2 separate regions of the Lactuca sativa genome follow, and region 2 is linked to region 1. The links are chromatin contacts, called in public Hi-C maps. All regions are on one chromosome and are shown on one strand. The core of a region is the stretch at or near the end of the contact, and the rest is flanking DNA. Distances in the headings are between cores, read along the strand shown. Region 1 holds the start of LOC111894881 (pentatricopeptide repeat-containing protein At5g61370, mitochondrial). Region 2 holds the start of LOC111894870 (probable xyloglucan 6-xylosyltransferase 3).

Region 1 (5,439 bases), core at 1,197-3,696:
AATTCTTAGGCTTTTCCACATGTGATTTGATGATAAAATTTTGATCCATTCTTCACTTTTTGATTTCTGTCTTTGATTGTTATGATAATAAACTCAAATGGTCAATCCAGTTGACGTGAGTGGTTGTAGGAGGCTTTCACGATGAAGGAGTGGCAGAACCCAAGTAAAGAAATATGAAGAATGAGAAAGTCAACATAAGAAGTAATTGAGGTAATTACCCTTTTCCAATCCTTTTAATATTTGTGATTGTCATACGTACTACATGTGTATATATGCGTTTTAGAGGATAATAACAAGAAAATAAATGTGATCTTTGTCATTTATTAAATATAAGTCCCAATAGTATATTATTGGTGAATAAACAATCACAATAGTAAGGTTTAGTGACTTAATTCATATGACTTACTAAATTGCCAATTTTATTGTTTTTTAGGGTTTATATAGTATGATAAATTTATAAGTTTGATCAAGGGATCGAATGCTAAGAAATCGTAGACTTTTTTTAGGTTTCATGAACCAAATAAATGTTTTGGACTAAGTAAATACATTTTATAATCAGTTTAATGGGTGAGTTGACGAACAAATAATTCATATAAGTATTATTAACTATTTTATGAGTATTAGAATATAATACTTGTAATATAGGCTAAGTAAGGACTATGTATATGATTGTAGGTGTTTAGGGAGCTGGACAATCCATCTTAGCCACTTAAATGGTTTTATCATCTGTTTCGCTTCTTTAGGTGAGTTCTTATGAACTTATTTATTATATGGACTATGTAATTATGTTATGTGAAACCACAAAAATCTTCTTAAGTGAGGGAAGTGGTTATGGATTGGACAACTGGAGAAAAGCCCCCTGGAAAGGGAATCCAGTTGTTAAGTCTGTATGGCCATGTATAGATGGTCGACCACACGAAGCCTATTTGAGGAAGGTGGTCTATGCATGGCAATTAGAGAAAAGCCTCTTAAGTGAAGGGATCTAGTTGTGACCAATAATTAGAAGGCTAGCATACGTTATGTGTTTAGTCTGGATGGCCATGCACAGATGGTCGACCAAGTGAAGCTTCTTTGAGGAAGGTTGTCTATGCAAGACAATTAGAGAAAAGCCTCTTAAGTAAGGGAATGTAGTTGAGACTAGTGATCATAATGCTAGCATACATATGTATTTAGTTATATGTGACATAATGTAAGTGCTATGTGACTTATTATCTTGAAGTATGTGTTATTATGTGTATCGCATATGATCTGTATAATGGGTGCGGAAGTAGAAGCTCGTGAAGATGTCATTTTTTAGTTATGAAATTGAAGAAAGAAGTTAAGAATGCCAATGGTCATATTACCGGTGAGATTGCAAAAATATCTAACGATTATATCTATTGGATCTACTTGGATTTTTATTTGTAACTGAATTTTTATCCGATGAAAATATCCGATTTCATTTTTTCCTTGTACTTGGGTCGTGTCCTTTGGGTCGGTTGTTTGGTTGAATATCATGTGACCAGATAAAAGAAATATCTACAAATTGGAATTGTTTTCGGTTTTGAACAAATTCAAATTCAATTTTTACGCCTCTATACCGATGAAAATAAGCATTGGTTTGGCCATTTGGAATGGGATTCGAAACAACAAAATTCATTTATTTTATTCGGTTTTCAGGTTATTTAGTTATTTAATGCAAAGCCTCGAATTGGAATCCATCCGGATATTGGAAACATAAAATTCTCATTAAAATTACTGTAATTTTAGAGTCGTGTTACTAAGACCATCTGCATCCCATTTCCATTTTTCCTCCAAAAATGGAGTAAAAAATGGGGTAAATAGTGTTTCATCTCCAACCCTATTTTATTTTTATCCCATTTTTACCCCAAAAAGTATATTCCAAATATATTCTATTATTCAAACTTACATAGATTGTCAAACACATCCATTTTACTAATTTGGTTTTAACAAAAATGTAATCTATATTTTTTTCATTACAATAATACTACTAAATAAATAAGATTATATTTATAACATATTTATAAGCTTATGTAAAATACGTCATCGTTTTTTAAAATTTCAATATGTATTTAACTTTTTATAAAAAAATTTGATGAACAAAACATAAACTTTATATTTATAATTAGTTAATATAATTTAATATATAAAAATATTATAAGTATTAAATATTACAATTAAATTATAATTAATAGATAAAAATAAATTATAAATATATAAATATAGGGACTAAAACAAATTTCATAAAATTTATCCGTTAGTGTAACACCATATTTTGTGTTATACCGTTCATATTCAAAATTGAGAAGTAAATGAGATGGATTAAAGAAGAACTTAGAAAAAATAAGGGAAATAATAGAAATGAGAAATAGTTGGAATTTATTGATGTTTGGATTAGCTTTTTAGCTTATTGTTCATAGATAACTTATTATTATTGTTTATAGATAACGCATTTACACGATCATTACACGGGGTGTTTGACCACCTGCTGGTGCTCTCACCGTGTTGCCCCGAGCCGCGACGTAGGACACCAACACGCAACACCTCCTCCAACCCCTTTCCATGTAAACGGCGCCTCGTCATATCCCCTTTGAGTGCTTCTGCTTGTGACAATCGACAGCCCGACGCCAGTTCACCGCACCATCACCGACATGTCCCACCTGTAACTAGTTCCCCAATAGCTAGAGCTCAATTTCGCAGGTTTTACGGTTTAATTTTGTGATTTCAGACGTATAGATCAAAGATGCACGTTTGGAGGGCGATGCTCGTGGAATTTTTTTCATACACACCAGTTGCTCGATGAAATGCCTCAGAGAACAATGGCCGTGTAACTCTGTGCGTTTGCACGGTTTTCCCCAAGAATATGAAGTCTTTACTGAAATCCAAATGGCAGAATGTCGATATCTTGAATCCGAAGCATTTTTTGTTATATCACTACTCTACTTTTCCCCCAACACCACCATCAAATGATCTTCAAAAGCTGTGCGATGTGGTTTCTCATGGGGTAGGCAGTCTAGACGAGTTAGAAGCAACTCTTAACTCAGTCAACGTTTCCTTCTGCTCATCACTCATTACCCAAGTGCTTGATTCAAGTAAAAAAGAAGCACCCACAAGACGACTCCTTAGATTCTTTTTATGGTCAGAAAAACATTCCGATGTTAAACTGGAAGACAAAGATTATAACCATGCTATCAGAGTCTTCTCTGAGAAGAAAGATTTCCTAGCATTAGACATGTTAATCTCAAATCTTGGAAAACAAAATATGGCTATGGAAACCTCAACATTTAGCACTGTATCCGAGACATTGGTGAAACTAGGAAGAGTGGATGAAGCATTGGGAATATTCAAGAACTTACACAAGTTAAAATGCCCACAAGATAGCACCACAGTTAATGCCATAGTTTCTGCTTTGTGCTCAAAAGGGCATGTCAAAAGGGCAGAAGGAGTCATTTATCACCATAAAGATAAAATCTCAAATGTAAAACTTGTTATTTACAAAAACCTACTTCACGGGTTATCTATTCAAGAAAATGTGAAAGAATCAAGAAGAATCATCAAAGACATGAAAGGTGCAGGAATCACTCCAGACCTTTTCTGCTACAACACATTTCTCAAATGTCTTTGCAAGAAAAATTTGAAGTCGAATCCTTCAGGGCTTGTTCCGGAAGCATTGAATGTGATGATTGAAATGCGAAGTTACAAAATTGCCCCCACCACTGTAAGTTACAATATCTTGTTGTCTTGTTTGGGTAGGACTAGAAGAGTTAAAGAATCTTTACAAATTCTCAACACAATGAAAAAAACAGTGTGTTCATGTTCATGTTCATGTGCTCCTGATTGGGTAACGTATTATCTTGTGGCAAGAGTGTTGTATTTGTCAGGTAGATTTGGGAAAGGGAAACAAATGGTTGATGAGATGATTGAAGAAGGTTTGATTCCTGAAAGAAAGTTTTATTATGATTTGATTGGTGTTCTTTGTGGGGTTGAGAGGGTGAATTATGCACTTGAGTTGTTTGATTTAATGAAGAAAAGCTCGTTAGGTGGGTATGAAAAGGTTTATGATTTGTTGATACCAAAGCTTTGTAAAAATGGTGAATTTGAAAAGGGGAAAGAGCTTTGGGATGAGGCAATGAGTATGAATTTGAAACTTGAGTGTTCGAGTGATGTTTTGAACCCTTTGATCACAAAAGTGTTTAAGCCAATGAGGAAGGTGGAAGAGGAAGTTAAGATTGTAGAATCTGATAAAGTGAAAATTGGAGGAAAAAAAGTGAAGGGGAATTCATATGTGAAGAAGGGTAAGAAGTTGTTTATTAGTAATAAAAATGGTAGGAAATTAACAGTGCATAAGAAGGGTAAAAAGAAACGAGCTTCCATGAAAATCAATAAAACTGAAGCTACTAAGATAAAGTCCAACAACTGAACCATGCATATGATATTTATTTTGTTACTAAATCTGTTCTATCGTTTTTACGAGATTTAAACTTAATCGATAATATTAATGCAACTTGAGAGGAGGTGTGTAATGGTATTATGTATTCTATGTATGTGTCAAGACTTATCATTATACATAAAAATGTATGCTCATAAAACTGCTAATTGACTATCACAACTTATGCATATTGTAGGGATATTTAACCCATCTTGAAAGTTAAAATATTGGAAATATGTTCAACTTTACATTCTTATCCTTTATGTTTAACATTTGGATCATTATCATTTACTTACTACCATGGAAAGAATTGCAGGATTCTTAAATATATTCATTTTCATCTTTCTACATCCCTACAATTGAATTTGGGCATGCATGTATAGTTCTGAATAAATTATTGAGTTTTAGTTTTCTTTGAAAGTGTCTTGGTTTTGTCGCTCTTCTACTTAAACACATGACTAATCCATTAAAGATGGTGCCAAAAACACGTGATGAGGTGTTGAAATTTGGCTTTTGAAATCGACATTCTTTTTTATGTTGTACAATTGAATCCTAATAAACATGCCTTCCAAACTCTGTCCACCAGTGCTCGATGTAATGCCACTATGTCAGTTGAAAGAATCCCTTTGTGAACATTCTGTAAGGTTCTTGATACAGGAGAGGTGATAGCTAGCGTCTTCTTGTTTTCTGCAAGAAAACCAAGCAAAAGGGTGATTGCTTCTAAATTATATTGGTGATGGTAGCCTCGATAAATTCTTTATTCCCACATAGAACTTCTCAAACATCATCAAATATATGTAAATAAATACTCTTTAAATGTTTATTTGGTGAGAAGAACACTACTTTTTCATGCCCTATAAACATTTTTGACTAAATCTTATGGCACACAAAATATGCTTGATTATGTTATTTTACATTTTCTCATCTCTTTAACTATATCAAAGAGATGGAGATAATTATCATATGATTTACCTGAATAATGTATTTTTTTTAATTATAGCAAAGAGATG
Region 2 (5,439 bases), core at 908-3,407, 130 kb after region 1:
CATACTTTTAGTCCCGTGATCAAGGCTTCTATGGTTCGAGTCGTTATATCTATTGAAGTTACAAATCATTGGGTTCTTCATCAACTTGAAGTAAAGAATACTTTCTTAGATGGCCATTTATCTGAAACCATCTTCATGGAACAACCACATAGATTTGTTGGTCTACAACATCCAAATTATGTATGTCGTCTGAATAAGGCTTTATATGGCCTAAAACAGGCTCCAAGAGCTTGGTTTCAACGCCTAAGCTCGTATTATCTAAAGCAAGGTTTTCAATGCACTCAATTTGACACCTCTTTGTTTGTTTTCATTAAGGATCTTGTCGTTTATATCTTCTCGTCTATGTTGACGACACCATTCTTACCGCGAGTGACAAGACTTCTATTCCTCGTTTCATTGAAAGGCTACATCGGGAGTTTCCAATCAAAGACCTTGGCATGCTAAATTACTTTTTAGTTCTTGAAGTCACCTATAATTCTGATGGATTTTTCAAAATAAATCTAAATATACCCATGACGTGCTTACCCGTGCCACTCTCCTTGATGCTAATCATGTAGCTACCCCTCTAGCTATACATGATGTTTTTTTAGTACTGACACACCTTACTCATATCCTACACATTATTGATCCTTAGTTGGCACATTACAGTACCTTATCATCACTCGACCAGATTTATCCTATGCTGTAAACCAAGCTAGCCAGTTCCTTCATGCCTAATAGTTGATCATTTTTAGATGGTCAAGCGCATTCTATGATATGTAAAGGCACCATCTCTTATGGTCTTCATTCTTCCTTCCCTAAATCTACATCTTTAATTGGCTACTCCGATGTGGATTGGACACAATGCATTGAAACACGACGTTATACCTATGGTTATTAAAATTTCTTTGGAGGTAACCTTGTTTCTTGGAGTGCAAAAAAACAACCGACAGTTTCTCGTTCAAGTTGTGAATCTAAGTACCGTGTCATAGCAAATACCGCTACTGAACTTATTTGGATCACCCATCTTCTACAGGATCTTAATGATGTGCCTTCGTTTTGCCCTACTATCTTATGTGACAACTTAAGTGCCATCTTCCTTAGCCAAAATCCGGTTGCTCATCGGCGAGTGAAACATATTGAAATTGACTATCATTTCATCTGGGAACTTTTATCCGATGGCAAACTTCAAATGAGATTTATCCCCACCAAACTTCAAGTTGCCAACATCTTCAACAATCCTCTTGCCGGTCCCTTATTTGCACATTTCTATGACAAGCTTCGTGTTGTTCCACCACCGATCTCACTTGAGGGGAGATAACTATATTCTCCATGAATATATCATTTGATTTATTCTTTGATTGATTGTATATTCCTTATACCCTTATTTCTATTTAACCCTAAAGTCATTGAATACTAATTACTTTGAAAATTATTTCCGCCAACATTATTTCCGTCAATACTAACCAAAGAAATTACAACCAAACTAAGTAATCGAAATTGCATGGATCATGTTTATCAAGAAAAAAAATTAAACATTAAATCTGTAATTTTTTGTAAAATATAAAGACCATTAAAGTAATTTTGCCTTCTTAATTGAAATAAATTAGAGAAAAATATAATAAATTCAAAAGTACAAAGAGACACGAGCCATTACCGAAAAAAAAATTCGAAACTTAAATGCATAATCTTAAAAAAGGTTATAACAAACTCTTGACATCCACATAAACTATTTCTATTATTTATTTGCAAACAATAATCTATAAAAAGAGACAGTTGAAATAAATAGCATTGTTATCCCCATTTCTAAGGTCCAAATATATATTCTGCTCCTTTTATCCGTTTAGGACCTTTTGGTTAATGATTACAAAAAGAAAATTACAACTAATAAATCTTTACAAACCGACTACAAGTTTTTGACATATTTAGAGTCTTGATAAAACAAAAGAATAATAAAATAAATATAATTTTTAGCATATATAGTCAAATTTCGTACAAAATTTTAAGGAAAGTTTTGGAAACTTAGATTTTATATGTATAGAATTGTACTTTTTAGGTAACGCGTTATTATTTGTAATGGTTAATGCATAAGTGATTAGCTGTCTAAAGGTAATTAGTCAAACACAGTTCGAACAAACAACAAGCTGCAAAACATAAAAGATTTACGCGTTCATTAAAACAAAACACTTCGTTTTCATTCTTAAAATCTTACAATTTAGTATTTAATCTAAGTCTCTTCATGGTCTTTTTAATGCTATTTTACATAAACAATTTACACGTACTGACACACACTCATAAACACACACAAACAGTCGGTGCTCTTCTTGCATCTACCATTTTCTTGCATCTACCATCTTACTCTCTCCCACGTTCTAATTATTATAATCTTTGAGTTCTTGATTTTGTCCATGATGGAAGGAAGATTGAATCTTCCCATAACTCAATCACTTGTTTTTTGATTCATAAACTATTATTGATTCTACCACACAAATCTCAATCTCTAAAACCCCTTATCGAGAAATTGGGGTTTGCATTTTCCGATAGAGTATTATGGGTCAAGATGGTTTCACTGCTCAAAAGAGAGGCGCTTCCACACTACCCACTTCCACCGCCCCCAACGGCGGCTCCCGGAGCAGCCGATCTCTCCTCCGCGGCGGCGGCAACCGTCAGATCCATAAAACGCTTAACAACATCAAGATCACAATTCTCTGTGGTTTAGTTACAATTCTTGTTCTTCGTGGTACAATTGGTTTTGGGTCGCTCTCTTCTGACAATGATGTAGAGAACCAAGCAATTATCGAAGAAACTAACCGGATCCTGGCTGAGATCCGATCCGACAAGGATCCGGATGACCCAGAAGAGAATCTAGATCAAACTACAATCAATCTCAATGACACTTACTCACTTGGTGCAAAGATCTCGAATTGGGACGAAGAACGAAGTCTGTGGCTCAGTCGGAATCAAGATTTCCCTAATATCGTTAATGGTAAAGCTCGAATCTTGCTTGTTACTGGGTCCCCACCAAGCCCTTGTGATAACGCCATTGGTGATCATTACCTGCTGAAATCGATTAAGAACAAGATTGATTACTGTAGGATTCACGGGATCGAAATTGTGTATAACATGGCTCATTTGGATAAAGAGCTTGCTGGGTATTGGGCGAAACTGCCATTGATTCGCAGGTTGATGCTTTCTCATCCTGAAGTCGAGTGGATTTGGTGGATGGACAGTGACGCATTGTTCACAGATATGGTATTTGAAATTCCATTATCCAAATACAAAGATCATAACATGGTCATCCATGGCTACCCAGATTTGTTATTCAATCAAAAATCATGGATCGCACTCAACACCGGGAGCTTTCTGTTTAGAAATTGTCAATGGTCTTTGGATTTACTCGATGAATGGGCACCAATGGGGCCAAAAGGGCCTGTTCGTGAAGAAGCAGGGAAGATCTTGACAGCCAATTTGAAAGGGCGACCTGCATTTGAAGCTGATGATCAATCGGCTTTGATATACTTGTTGATTACAAAAACAGAATGGATGAAGAAAGTTTTTGTTGAAAATTCATATTTCCTTCATGGGTATTGGGCTGGATTGGTTGATCGATATGAAGAAATGATGGAGAAATATCACCCTGGATTGGGTGATGAAAGATGGCCTTTCGTGACTCATTTTGTGGGGTGTAAGCCTTGTGGAAGCTATGGTGATTATCCAGTTCAAAGGTGTTTGAGTAGCATGGAAAGAGCTTTTAATTTTGCAGATAATCAAGTGCTTAAGTTATATGGATTCAGACACAGGGGACTTTTGAGTCCTAAAATCAAGAGGATCAGAAACGAAAGTGTTACTCCATTGGAGTATGTAGATCAGTTTGATATTCGGCATTCGGCTCAAGGGATAAGCAACTGAGTCATGATCAGGTGATAATGTTTTGGTGTTCTTTTTGTGGGTTTTGAATTTTAAACAAGTTTATAGTTTTAATTTATTACTAATGTATTTGATTTGGTTCAAAACAATGTAGAATTCTTTTGTTAAATTTTACTATGAAATCTTCTATAGTTGGAGTAATCCAATCATGAAATTTTAATCATATGCTGTTGTTCTTTTTGTTGTTTGTAGGCATGCTTCTTAGTTATTTGATTTATTTCAATTGTAATCAAGATCTAAGATTTTGATCTGAATCATTTGATCAAATTAGAAGAATCTTTTGGCAAATCACATGTATGGTTGAGTTGATTCTGTGATCATTATGACATGTACTTGATCAGATCTGATTGTTGTTGATTCTTTTAGCGTTAGTTCTTAGGTTATTAAAATTCAACAGCCTTTTAAGGAAAACATTTCTACAACATGTGCAGCTGAAATGTACTTATGCTTGTACTGTGTGTTTACAAATCACAAATCAAAGTCGTGAATAGGACAAATGCAATGTTAGTTTGTCGATAATTTGCCACAACATAATATGTTTATTTGATAAAAGAACATAAATAAGTATATGGACTTGAAATGCAATGGAGAACATGATCAGATTTGGGGAAAGTAGAGGATTTTGTAATTTACGTCAACCATATCTAATTTTTGAATAGATTAGTATATATATATATTCATATTTTCTCACTTTTGGTACTCTTAAAAAATCTAACAAAACATATACTCTCTAGAAATGTTATGTAGTTATTGTTTTGGGCTTAATACATTAAATATCCTCACAAATTATCCAAATTGGTTTTCTTGTTGACCCATACTTGATAAAAAAAAATTATACATACACGATCCTTGAGAAATTCAAATTTCCTTAAATACCAAACCCTTGGTTTCGCACCCATTTTAGGACAATTTATTGATATAACCATGACAAAATATGTCAAGGATATGGCTTCATAGTATAGGATGTTGGCAAAGGTTGAAAACAATTTTTGGTGTTGGTAGAAAATAATGCATTTTATAATTAGACAAACCCAAAAATGGTGTTGGGATGGTATAACGTTCCGATTTTCACAAGAAAATTTTTATTTTTATAATAAGATAAATACCTATTTTTCATAAAGTAATAACCAAATCAAAACCATTAATCATACACCCACTTTCAAACTCTTGAGTTTTAATAGAAAACAACACGGAATCCCAAAACATAATTTGCTCACATATTTATATAGTTACGTCTTCGCCTTCCTACAGTCTTTAAAACTATCTGAAACATTCTAATCCACAACCATAAGCAAAATGTTTAGTGAGTTTTTCAAAATATCATACACAACAATATACATATAATGCATACAAATAATGACCTTCAACGCAAAACTGGTCCACCCCGACCTTCAGCATAAAATTGGTACGCTCATTTTTCCTTCAGTATAAAGATAGTCCGCCTTAAGTATTTTGGCCTACAACACATAGTTGGACCACCCTTAACTCAACAAATAATATGTCAAGATATATATAACAGACAAGCAAACAAGC

The links. Hi-C and Micro-C count contacts between places; a contact is called where the count stands out from the background.
Region 2: a contact with region 1 is called in a Hi-C map of leaf, with 5 times the contacts expected there. The contact joins the promoter of LOC111894870 here to the promoter of LOC111894881 in region 1. A contact is called at or near these places in 2 of 4 Hi-C or Micro-C datasets (both in leaf).

The regions. Positions count from the first base shown.
Region 1 is chr4:202,611,141-202,616,579 of Lsat_Salinas_v11, forward strand. It overlaps LOC111894881 (pentatricopeptide repeat-containing protein At5g61370, mitochondrial), which reads left to right and starts at 2,447. Exons shown (of 1, transcript XM_023890969.3): 1 at 2,447-4,677. The coding sequence starts at 2,864. The coding sequence ends at 4,420.
Region 2 is chr4:202,742,382-202,747,820 of Lsat_Salinas_v11, forward strand. It overlaps LOC111894870 (probable xyloglucan 6-xylosyltransferase 3), which reads left to right and starts at 2,158. Exons shown (of 1, transcript XM_023890960.3): 1 at 2,158-4,069. The coding sequence starts at 2,530. The coding sequence ends at 3,888.